2 separate regions of the Rattus norvegicus genome follow, and region 1 is linked to region 2. A link is a contact called in public Hi-C data. All regions are on one chromosome and are shown on one strand. The core of a region is the stretch at or near the end of the contact, and the rest is flanking DNA. Distances in the headings are between cores, read along the strand shown. Region 1 holds the start of Reps2 (RALBP1 associated Eps domain containing 2). Region 2 has its middle 21 kb from the start of Rbbp7.

Region 1 (6,497 bases), core at 2,331-4,830, 96 kb after region 2:
AAGAGACCCTGTCACAATCAATCAATCAATCAATCAATCAATCAATCAATCAATCAAACATATACCTCTATCTATCTATCTATCTATCTATCTATCTATCTATCTATCTATCTATCATCTGTGTATCTGTCATCTTCCTAATCTACTTTAGAATTACTATGAGGCTTATATGAGATAGTGTGGACAACAATACCGAGTAAAGCTTTTTATATCATCCCACTAGAAGAACGTCAGTGGCTGTGATATCCTATACTTGTTCTTGCAGGAGTCCCTGGGGGAAGTGAGGCTTGTTGCCTATCACATCGAGCAAACTACTCTGTTATGGAGCTACTCTGCAGGAAAGCTAAGACCAATTGGAAACGGAGGAAGAGAATAACCTATCTCATGGCTTCTATGTTCCCGAGAAGGTGTGACAGTCATGGGAAGAGTGATGAGACTTTGAAGGAGAAATTCTCTAGAGCTAGACAGTCTCTGCTGTCTCTCTACTTCATTCTTTATGTATTGCTGCTGTCTTCTCTCCCAGCAGTTGTGAAGCAAAATGTGGAGTGAGGAATGAAAGCTTTGAAGAGAGGAATTTTCTGCATTTGTAAGCAAACCTGGGTTCACCTCTTGGTGACTACAAAGCTAAGACAGGCAAGGGCAGGGCAGGAAAAATGAGTGCTGAAATGTTAATAACTTTACTGGGGAAAATGAGTTATGTCCAAAACAATGCCTTTTGTAAACAAAAGAAGCATGGGGATTTTATTCCAGGAGTGGACACACATGCAAACACGAAAGCTCTTCATGGGCAGGAACATTTCTGAGCATACTCAGTTTAAGGAGCGAGTTCAAGGAGAAGACACACATTTTTGGCTGCCCTTAGCTTAAGGTCATTTAGCCAGTGTTCAAAAAACTACAAAAGACAGGCAACTCTTTTGGGCTGATCAGTTTGCATTATAAAGATAACAGGAATGTCTCTGGGTATGGTCAACTTTCATGCTAAAATCTTATGAAACTTTAAAAGAAGAAAAATGGACAGGGCGTAGGAGCTTGTCTAGACATTGACTTCCACTTAGCTGCTAGCATGCTTGGGCTGAATCTTCTTTACTTTTTCTTCCCTGGTACTGGAGAGCAGACTTGTGCTTGGCACATGCTGGGCAAATGCTGTGTTACTGTGTCATATCCCTACTGTGGATCTTCTGCATTTTATTTCTCCAGAGTCCAAAAGGGAAGGATAACTCTGGCCATAATTGAGGTTCTTTTTTCTTTCATGTATCTCTTTCTTCCCCTTTCCTTCTTTGCTTCCCTATCTTTGGACTTCTTCCTTCTTTTCTCATCCTTCCATTGGTCCTTATTTTAGTTGACTATAATACCAAAGTGCGTTTGTTATCATCGATAGTATTTCTTGACTTGTCTTTGGTTTTTGTTGTTTTGTGATGTTACGGTTCTTGTGATGGGTCTTCTCTGGAGTGGTCTGCCTGTGGAGTGCCAGGATTTTGCTACATCTGACTGCTTCATGATTGTAATAAAAACAAAACTGTTTGTAATGGTATCTATCTATCTATCTATCTATCTATCTATCTATCTATCTATCTATCTATCTATCTATCTCTATCTAAACTCTATATCTATCTATGCCTGAGTGGCATGAAACTCACTTAGTAGTCCAGGCTGGTCTCAAACTCACAGATATTCTTCTGCCTCTGCATCCTAAGTTCTGGGTATATGCCACCAGGTCCAGGTCTAAAGGGTACTATTATTAGAGTTTAGGCACAAAGAGTTTTTCCCTCTTTGAGTTGGTGTTTTGCAGTTAGGCACGCATATGCCATGGTTACATTTGTACACCTCTTCTCAAGAACAATGGCACTTAAGATTTTTCTTTTGGAGCCCAGCATGGTGGCACATGCCTTTTATCCCAGCACTTGGGAAGCATAAACAGGCATATCTCCATGAGTTTGAGGCCAGCCTGGTTTACATAGTGAGTTCCAGGACAGCCAGAACTATGTAGAGAGACCCTGTCTTAACAAATAAAACCAGATTTTCCTTTTGGAAAAAATGTAAATATATAAGACTTACACTGCCATTTTCAATGTTGTTGTGAGGCAGATTTTTTTCTTCTAGTGTATTATTTTGTGGACTTTGTTTTTCTTTTTGCAGGCTAGCTTGGAATTCACTGTGTAGCTAGAGTAGATTCAAAATTTCAGTGCTTCTCCTGCCCCAGACTCCTAGTGTTAAGGTTACAAACCTGAGCCACCACACTTAGCATAGACTTTCTTTCCACATAGGAGGTTTGGCTAGAGCAATAGCCATCAAGGAAGAAGCCCATTTGAACACACACACACACACACACACACACACACACACACACACACACGGTTTTTAAAGTTCTGAGATCTAGTGTTGACTTTTTTGGTAGGAACTTGGACAAATTTTGGACAAAATTTTAAAAAGCTGCTTGTTTTCCTGCCAAAAGAAGTGTTTTTAGAACAAAGGGCCTTGTCTAAAAAATAAAAATAACCAGGGACTAAGCCACTACCTAAAGACTATATATACATGGACTGTCCCTGGACTCTGACCTCATAGGTAGCAATGAATATCCTAGTAAGATCACCAGTGGAAGGGGAAGCCCTTGGTCCTGCTAAGACTGAACCCCCAGTGAACGTGATTGTTGGGGGGAGGGCGGCAATGGGGGGAGGATGGGGAGGGGAACACCCATAAAGAAGGGGAGGGGGTGGGGTTAGGGGGATGTTGGCCCAGAAACTTGGAAAGGGAATAACACTCGAAATGTAAATAAGAAATACTCAAGTTAATAAAAAAATAAAAATAAAAAAATCCTTCTAGAAATCAAGGACACTGTTACAGAGGCCAATATTTTCAGTTCTTAAGAAGCATAAATTTTCCAGATAGTGTCTCCCACCGTTTCTCAGATTTCAATAGAGCACTGGCACAGAATGCACCTCACCTCTGAAAAACAAACAAAACCCAAAAACGCATTTTTCCACTTCTTTCCTTTAGGACTTATAGGTACCTTCTGATACTTCTCAGTAAGGCTCAAATCCAGATCACAGCCATACCTGAGAAAGTGACCTAACTCCATCATCTCTGGGGTGGTGCTGGGACCCCGTTCATAAGAATTCCGCTTTTTTAGCTTTTCAGGACATAGGCCTTACAGTTTTAGAAGAAGGAAAATCCAACTTTTCTTGCCTGATTCCTTTTCTAATTGGACTCCTCATCCGCTTGGGACTTCTAATGAGACATCTCAGTTTTCCCCATCCCTTGAAAAGCGCTGTTTTTCTTGTGTGTGTACAGATGTTCCCCTGCCAGTCAGGATGGAGATCTCAAGATGCCCCTCGTGAACAGCGTGGGCTTGGAGGGCGTTGGCAGCTGCTCTCCCCGCCCGGCCTCGACTGCAGAGCAGGTGAAAGGCTTGGGAGGGCGGCGGGCGGAGTTGTGTTCCTTACCTGGCAAAAGGGCGGAGCGGGGCGGGCTTTAAGGGAGGGGCCCAGGTGGGATTCTGGGCTGTGATTGGTCAGTGCCGCGCCTGTCTCCATGTGCCGCGCAGCGGAGGCACAACATTCAAGCCCGGGGGGGCGGGGCCGGCGTGCGCTTGGAGGAAGCGGCAGCGCTGCAGCTGCGGGGCGTGGGGGCGGCGGCTTCGGAGGCCGAGGCGGTGGTGGTGGCCCTGGCGGAGGCACGAGCACCTTGGCCAGGGAAGGCGCTCAGCCCGGACTCTACAGAAGGCCCTATGGAGGTGGCGGCGGGCGGAGGCGGCGGTGCGGGGCCGCCGTTGCTGCTGAGCGATAGCGAGCAGCAGTGCTACTCTGAGCTCTTCGCGCGCTGTGCAGGCGCTGCAAGCGGGGGCCCCGGACCTGGCCCCCTCGAGGCTACCAGGGTCGCCCCTGGCATTCTCACTGCGGCCGCTGGTCCGGTAGCCGATCTGTTTCGAGCGTCGCAGCTGCCACCGGAGACATTGCACCAGGTATGCCTCTGCGCTCTTTTATCCCTCACGGGTCTGTGTGGACGTGTCTATGGGAAGAATGGAGCAACAACGACTATTCCCGGGGATCTGGAGGGCGGCGGCCAGGACGGCAAAAAGAGGGGGGGCTCTGCAGCCGAGGATGGCGGCGACGCCCTTGTCCCCAGGGACACCAGCCTCCTCTGCAGCTCCTCTCCTTCTAGCCCGGTGCTTGGGTGTGCTCTTCGTCCCTTGAGAAAGTCTTGACACCCCTATCATTTCTGGGGGTTCTACAGTCTCCCAGACCCAAAGTTTGCCCTGTTCTGGAAGTGATGTTTGTTTTGGCTGCTGTCTGCTTTAACCTCTGTTCCTTGCTCCTGCCCCTCCCTTTGTTGACTACACTCTCGGGGTGCCTTACTGGGATTTGAACTTGAAGGGTGTGTACATGTGTGCCTGTAGGCTCTGGGCCTACAGCTACATGTTGTCCTCCCTTTTTAATACTTGTGATATGTACATATCTGCTACATATATTTGTTCACTAACGTATTTCTGATTATTAGTATAGAAGTGGAAAACCTTAGTGCCCAGTTGTAGAACAGGGACTCAGGGCTACAAGACAAGAACATTGGTCAAGTCCAAAGTAAGTTCCCTATTTGGGTCCAGGGGTGGATTTAGAAGTCTATAGCTGTAGTTTCCCATCTTATTGTCACTTGACTTTGGCATGGAGTTACGAAACAAAGGGTGTCATAGCTTCTTTCTGTCTGCCCCATACCTGGAAAGGAGGAAGGAATGATTCACAGCAGGTGCTGTTTTTGTTTTGTGCTTTCCTTGAAGCTTGGACAAAGGTTGCTTGGTAAACCTTTGTCTGTCATTTGATGTTACCAGCAGCAAATGGGGATAATATTGTTAATATCAAGCCCTAAATATGAACCTCTACTTAAAAAGCAATAGTGTGAAAGTTATTAACGAAAACTGAATTTTTACAGTGGTGAGCAAAGGCTTTAAAATGTAGTTCCTAAGGAGTACTGAGGGTTTTATGGTTCACTTGCCATATCTTTCTTTGCCTTTGTGAGGCTCACTCTTTTCTTTCTTTCTTTCTTTCTTTCTTTCTTTCTTTCTCTCTCTCTCTCTCTCTCTCTCTCTCTCTCTCTTTCTTTCTTTCTCTCTCTCTGGCACTCAAGACTGTTCTATACTGCTGGTGCATGACATTGATGCTCGTTTGTTTGTGAGCATAATTTTAGCCACTTGGTTCACCTTTTCGAATTGAGAATTTCTGAACATGATTAGTATTCATAGAATTTAGCATGGTTGTTTGTTCCTGTGGGATTCTGTGATAAGGAGATAGTTCTGCCACAGTTGCTAAGCAGTTGAGTTGCACAGGGTGATGATAAGGAGTTGGTGTTCTGAAACAAACTAGCTATTACCAGGACCTCAGGATACTGCCGAGCATAATAAATTCACTAAAGTGTTCGAGGCAATGCACCAAATAATTGCACTGTACATCTGGCCAGGATTAATTTGTGGTCGGTAATACATCAAGTGTGATAAGAGAAAGGGGCATATGAAAATTGGTTGAGGTTTCTGCAGGAATTGGCGAGGGGGCTTTCCTGTGTGATAACCAATGCTTTCTTGAAGAACATATAATTTAAAAAGAACCTAAGGTACAGAGACTTAGAGGGGAAAACTGTGTGCAAAATACCACTTCAGATGCTACCAAAAGGGGCTATTCCTAGATTGCTTATTGTGAGTCTGAGATTTATGTTCCCTTACTCAGCCCAGAGAAATAAAACACAGTCCCTTTCATGTAACCAATTAGAATGACTTTTGGTACAGGTAACAATTAACATTTAAAGTCACCCAGCGGGAACTGGGAAGGGTAATGAAAGATGGGATCTATTGGACATCTAACTTTTATCCACCACTTTGGTGGTGTGTGTATGCTCTGTCTGACTTAATTTGTTTTAGCTCATTAGTGTATTGGCTATTTTAAAACAAATGTAGAAAATTTCCCCCTTTCCCTTCTAAACCGAAACCTGAAAGTTCAGATTTAAGTGGCCCAACAGGTATAACTGCTCAAATCCCGGAGACAGTAACCAGACCTGATAGTTTCTATGGTTAACAGCCAGATTTTCCTCGTAATAAGCATACGATTGAGATGACTGTACTGGAGGGCTGGGGATTTAGCTCTGTTGCTAGAGTGCTTGCCTAACATGCATGAAAGACTAGATTCAGTCCCCATCACTGCCGCAAATCGGACATGGTGGCACGTACCTATAATCTCAGCACTCTGGAGGTAGAGGCAGAGGGGCCACAAGTTCAAGGTTATCCTCAGCAACATAGCTAATTTGAGGCCAGTCTGGGTAAATGAGACTTTGTCTTAAAATGATTATTATTATCTATTAACTCACAGAGATCCAATGATAGACCATTCTTAGACATCAAGATTGGTTATAAAATATTGTTTAATCTATATTATCAGGAGAAGCCATTAAATGGGAAAATTCAGTAATATCTGATTGTCAGATAATGGATTAAAGCAAAGAATCACATCCTGGCCATGAGA
Region 2 (6,484 bases), core at 3,916-6,415:
AATGTTGGAGATTTCTCAATATACTCTTGGGGTTTTCCAGCCTAGCACCCTGACAAGCACCAAGCACACAGTGTTTCTCAACTAGAGGCAATTTAACAATGTTTAGCAACATTTTTGGTTGACATAACTTGGGTGGAGGGACAACTGGTTGTCAATGGATGGAGACAAAGGACATCGTTAACTATCTTTCAACGCTCAAAACAGCTCCTCTCAACAGATGGTCCTTCAGTATTAATGATGTTAAGGCTAAGAAACCACCATTTTCCTGAGTGGTTACATCAATGCAGAAGTTTCATTTCATTCTTTATTAAAGAATATCACTTTTTTGTTTGATTTTAGGTGAATTTATTTATTTATTTATTTATTTATTTATTTATTTATTTATTTATTTATGAGACAGGGTTTTATGTAGCCCTGGCTATCCTGGAGATTACTATGTAAGCCAAGCAGGCCTCATGGTGGTCTGCTTGCCTCTATAGCTTAAGTGTTGGAATTCAAAGCACATGTTGGGCTTTGTTTATCTGTCAGGTTGCCCAAGTTAGACTTGACCTTGCCATCCTTGAAAGTCGTGAAAGCTGGTTTTCTTCTTTCCTTTCTTTCTTTCTTTCCTCCTCCACCTCCTCCTCCTTCTTCTTTTATTTTTTCTTTGTTTTGTTTTCGGTAGTACTAGGAATCCAAACCAAAGCCTTGTATGTAAAAGGCAAATGTTCATCTAATAAGCAATATTCCTAGGCCTTGTTTGTCTGAAACTGAGTTTCATTATGTAGCCCAGGCTGCCCTTGACTTCTTGATCCTCCTGGTTCAACCACCTAGGCACTGGCATTACTAATGTGGAGCACCACACCCAGCAGAAAGCTCTTTATTGTAGCTGGCATACATACAGGATTCATCTTGGTATCTAAGCAACCGGAGGATCTTGTGTCCTGCAATTGTTGAATTATTTTACATAAGAGACATGGTGGCCTTTGTGGCTACTGAAATAGAAACTTGTTTACAATATGTTTAACTGAAAAAAAAAGCCCCTTATAAAATGATATGAATAACCAGATGTGGGGGGGGGATTGCAAACCCTACACCAACCCGAGCCACCTCCAAACCAGACAAAGCAAGAGGCCGGAGACCTTTCTCAGCAGTAAGAACACGGCCTGCTCTGGCCTTTGACAGACTTCGGCAACCTCTGTCCTCAACTCTGGAGCTCTGTAATTTCCGTCTACCTACAGGCACTTTATGAGTCATCTGGTTGGGGTTGGGGAAAGGTAGTGGTTGAGAGAGAATGCAGCTTGATTCCTGCAGTGATACAGGGATACTTCAGAAAAGACTGAATTTTACATCTGAAAAGACTGGAGAAACACCCTGTTGTGGAGTTGGGGGGGGGGGACTCATCAGGCCCCTCTATTCTCTGAGGATTTATACACAGTTCAGGGGGGAACATTTTTTTTCAGCAGTGTAGCCACTGGTAAGTTGCGCACACTCTCGTAAATAACTCCTCACCTATAACCCTGTAAGCAACTCCACTGAATCTCATCAGTAAAAACACCAAAAAAGGCATGCTGTTAGCAGTGGGCCTTGTCGGGAAGAGGAAGTGTGTCGGGGGAGCAGAAGAGGAGCAAGAGAAGGTAAGGGGAAAGAATACGATCAACAGATATGCTTTATGTACACACGTGAAAATGTCATAATGAAGCCTATTATTGGGCAGCTCAGTGGTTAATATCAGGTGTCTGGTTGTCTCTTCAAGACAACCAGAGTTCAGTTTTCAGCGCCCACGTTGAGTGGCTCACAACTGCCTGTAACATGGGATCTGATATCATTTTCTGGACTCTGCAGGCCCTGCTCTCCACTTCTATGTGCATAACCCCAATAACCCCACGTGTACATCCAATTTGAAATAAAAAGGAATATAAAAACTAATAAGCAAACAAAACCAAACCAACCAAACCCCCACACCCTAGAAACAGTACCAGTGACTTACAGAGTCTGTCAAATCCTGATCAGAACCTAGACCACCTTCTTGGTGGGAGGGACAAGCAGATCCTTAGGTTCGTGTGAAGAGTCAAAAGGACTTTGAAAGACTAAAATCATCTTGAACAAACCTGGAGGGCTTACACCCCTATATCAAGACCAACGACAAAGTTGTGGCTCTCAAGAAGTACAGTACCAGCATGCCTTAATGTGACAGAAGTTGCAGTTTGAAAATAAGACACAGTATTTGTGGTCAGTTGACTTTTGACAGGACTTAATGAGGGAGAGAAGAGTCTTTTCAACAAATACCATCATAAAGTTGTATCGTCAACACCTCATAGGAAAATTAACTCAGAGTAGACCAGGAACCTACATGTAACATTCATGTAACCTATAGGAAATACTCACGGTAAATTTTAGGAGGCACTGGACCTGGTGGTGAAAGCCAGATCACAGCAAGTTGGGAAGCCATCCTGGTCTACTTAGTAGTAAGTTCAGGTCAGCCTACTGTACACAGCAATGTCTCGAAAAACAGAAAAAAAAAAGCTTTAGAGAAAAACGTTGGGCTGGAGAGATGGCTCAGAGGTTAAGAGTACTGACCGCTCTTCCTGAAGGTCCTGAGTTCAAATCCCAGCAACCACATGGTGGCTCACAACCATCTGTAATGAGATCTGATGCCCTCTTCTGGTGTGTCTGAAAACAGCTACAGTGTACTCACATGAATATAATAAATACATCTTTTAAAAAAAGAGAAAAGAAAAACGTCATGACTTTGAGTTTCTGAGAAAGAAAGAACAGGGCTGGAGAGATGGCTCAGTGGTTAAGAGCACTGACTGCTCTTCCAGAGGTCCTGAGTTCAACTCCCAGCAACCACATGGTGGCTCACAACCATATATATATATATATATATATATATATATATATATATATATATATATATATATATATATATATTTTAAAGAAAGTGAAGCCTTGGGGTGGGGATGTACCCCAGTTGGTACAGTTTGCCTGAAGCCCTGGGTGTGCCCGCTAGCACTACACACAAACCAGGTATACCATTGCACTCCTGTAATTCTGGCACTTAGGGGTTTGTAGCAGGAGGATCAGGAGTTCAAGGCCAGCCTCAGCGATGTAAAGAGTTTGAGGCCAGTCTGAGCTAAAAGAATCTGTCTCAAAAACAGAAAAGCTTGGGTTGGGGATTTAGCTCAGTGGTAGAGCGCTTGCCTAGGAAGCACAAGGCCTCTGGGTTCGGTCCCAGCTCCGAAAAAAAAAAAAAACATGAAATCTACTCAAAAACAGAAAAGCAGCAAAATATTGCTTTATCGAGTAATTCTGAAGTTCTACTCCTGGTAGCCGTCTCCAAAGAGAAACAAAAATAAATTTATGCAAGAGTCATACATGAATTTTCATAGCAGCAAATTCATAAAAGGTAAGAAATATAAAGAATCCAGCACTTATCAACTGATGACTGAAGACAAAGAGTGGGAGAGTCATAGTAGGAGACATTATGCAATAAAAGGAAATGGATACCGATACGAGCAATGACAGGGGTGAGGCTTGAAAGCATTATAGTAAATTAAGATAGCCAGATATAAAAAGGACATGTTGTATATTCCATTCATGTGAAATGGCCAGAGTAGGCAAATCTATGGGAACACAGAATAGTGCTTGCCTAGGTTTGAGGGAAAATAGGTTCCTTTGGATTTCCTTTCTTTTCTGTATAGGTTTGTAAAACACAGTGGTGCTGTTGCCTTTACTCCCAGTACTTGGGCGGCAGAGGTAGGTGGATCTCTGCTTTCAAGGTCAGTCTGGTCCACTGAGTGAGTTCCAAAACGGTTGGGGATGTTCCACAGAGAAACCCTGTCTTGATAACACACAAAAAAATTGTAGAATGTTAAAACTTATAGCTTATCTTTGCCTGTGAGGAGGCCAGAGACTGTGTGACATTGTGTTCCCTCTGTGACAACTTCATTTATTGAGACAGGGTCTCTCAGTGAATCTGTAGTGCACTGAGTTTTGGCTATATTGGCTGGCCAGCAAGCCCTATGGATCAGCCTGTCTCTGCTCCCCAGAACTGGAAATACAGTTATACTGTTGGTTTGTTTGCTTTTCGAGACAGGATCTCTGTATATAGTGTTGGCTGTCCTGGAACTTGCTATGTAAATAGGCTGGCCTTAAACTCACAGAGGTCTGCTTACCTTTGCCTCCCAAGTGTTTCGACTAAAGGGGTACACCGCTATGCCTGGCTAGGGTTTTTTAAAATGTGTATATATGTTTTGTCTGCATGTATGCCTGTATACAATGTCCATATCTGGTACCCGAGGAGGCTGAAGTTGGCTCAAGATCTCTGGAAGTAACAGATGAGCTGCAATGTAGGTGTTACGAAGGGACTCGAACCCAGGTCCTCTGGAAGAGCAGACAAAGCTTTTAACCACTGAGCCATCTCTCCAGTCACAACTGCAACTGACATGGACCTCCCTAGGTAGCCCAGGATGGATTTGAACTCCTGATTCTTGTACCCCTGCCTACAGAATCCTGATATTACAGGCATGTGCCACCATACCTGGTTTGTCTGGTCTCTTTTAGGTGAATGAATTTGTTCTATTATATTGTGAACACTAAAAGCTAGTCAGTTGTACATTTTTTTTAGCCTTTAAAACTGACCTCTATTTTTAAACTTACCATGTTAATTTACAGGAAACAAAAACACAAGAATAACCTCTCTTTAATTTAAAGTCCAAATAAACCCAAGAAATAAAAAGCCATCGATTTGTACATTTTAAATGGATGAATGGTATAGTCTGTGATTTATATAGCTCAGTTAGCTTTTTTAAAAAGGGGGGGGGGGAGAACAGCAACACTATCTGTTCCCTGGAATGTGGTGCACTCAGATAAATCTGGAATGTTAGCAGCTCAGCTTGTACCTGGCTTACAAAAACATTCATTGTGACCTTCCCCCTCCCCAGTCGATGGATTGCAGCTGCTATAGGAGGGCTATGACTTGGCATTTTCTCCTGGACAGGGACAATGTACTGAGCATAGCACACACGTGCTGCACGGAGGAGACGGCTTTGTGTCTGGTTCAACCCAGCTGTTGTCCTGACCACGCCCTGTTTGGGGGCTAGAGGGAAAGGCCTGGAAAGGTCTGGAAGCTGCACCTGGCCAAGGGTCCAGTCCTCAGGGGGTGGCTGCTTTTCAGCTAAGCACATTGATTGCTTCACATCTCCTAAAGGCTGAGTAAACTAGCTCTGGGAGGTGGAGCTAGCTAACACTATGCGTAATGCAGTACTTTTTTTTTTCCTTTGAGACAGGGTCTTACTATATGCTTGCTTTCAACTCTCCCAGCAATCTGCCTGCCTCTGCCTCCCTAGTGCTGGGACTAAAGGTGTGTGCCATTATGCCCTGCTGTAATGTAGTCCTATATTTAGGTATATTAATTATGTGGTTCTCCTTGGCTGATGGGATTATGGGTGATGTTTATTTGTATTTCTGTTCTCAGGTTTGTGTGTGCATTGAAACTGCATTCAGGGAAAAAAAACCTTTACTAAAAGGGCTGGTATCTCTTACCCTCAACAACACCAGGGGATCACTGGCGAAGTTGGCGCATTTGGCAGAGTAGCAAGAGATCCACCAGACACCCTAACTTCCCTCTCCCAGCTTGCACGGAGCGGGTCCTCCGCAAACAGCAGCTCCCAGGCGCCAACTGTTCCTGGGGAAGCCCCGCCCAGCGCCATTGGCCTCCATGTTTTATTGCGCAAGCACGAGAACAACCTTGCACAGAGTCAGGAAGTGGGATATAAATTTTGGGTTCAGATATCTGGAGAACTGAGCTTAGATGCCAGCTGTGAGAGGAAGCGATGGGACCGGCCAGGTGGCGGGCACCCCATAATCAGGCGTCTCCCTTATCCAGTGGGAGGTGGAGTTTCAGCTTAACCTTCCTATTGGCCCACAGAGTGGGCTTCCTGCGTGCTTGTTGCTAGGTGCCACCGAGAGAGCCCCTGCCATGTTCTTCCAGTAATCCTGCATCTCTCCCTACAGTTTTAAGTTTCATGCTCCAGCGACTGAGCTAGCGGGACGCTGGTATTCTACACTTCAAACAGCCATGTGGTACCATCCTTTGTTTAAAGAAGAGTGGCATTCTCACAAATGTAGGTAGCTCAGAAAGTACTGAGATTTCGTGGTCAACCAAACCGATTTTCCTTAGTAGTCACCAGAGCATTCAGTCTGCATTTACGCCATTGTTACCATTCTTTCTCATGATCAGATTTGAAAATGTCTAAGCGATCCTATTTATAAAAGTGTCTTGTTCCACAGAGACTGGGATGGGCAGACCAGTTCCCAACTCCAGCCACAGGAGGGCGCACAGAGATATTAACAAACGAGGGTTGGCATGACATGTTGGGGTGTCCTGAGTTAAGAAAAAGACCTTGGGCACCGTTGTACTATTATTACTATGGCGTAGCCTCGTCCAGTGGACCTTTCTGTGGCGACAGAAGTCGTGCATCTGTATTGGCCATCACACCAG

What was found. Hi-C and Micro-C count contacts between places; a contact is called where the count stands out from the background.
Region 1: a Hi-C map of Schwann cells shows a contact between it and region 2, with 1.7 times the contacts expected there. The contact joins the promoter of Reps2 here to the enhancer-like site in region 2. A contact is called at or near these places in 2 of 12 Hi-C or Micro-C datasets (Schwann cells and mammary epithelial cells).

What each region holds. Positions count from the first base shown.
Region 1 is chrX:35,677,683-35,684,179 of GRCr8, forward strand. It overlaps Reps2 (RALBP1 associated Eps domain containing 2), which reads left to right and starts at 3,581. Exons shown (of 18, transcript NM_001427498.1): 1 at 3,581-3,958. The coding sequence starts at 3,725.
Region 2 is chrX:35,580,341-35,586,824 of GRCr8, forward strand. It overlaps the pseudogene Psmb6-ps2. Among named protein-coding and RNA genes, the nearest start is that of Rbbp7, 21 kb to the left of the region's middle. Within about 2 kb of position 5,166, at least 55 of the 93 cell types and tissues checked have an H3K27ac peak or open chromatin away from gene starts, as enhancers often do. A contact at or near this core is called in Schwann cells, where this site is marked.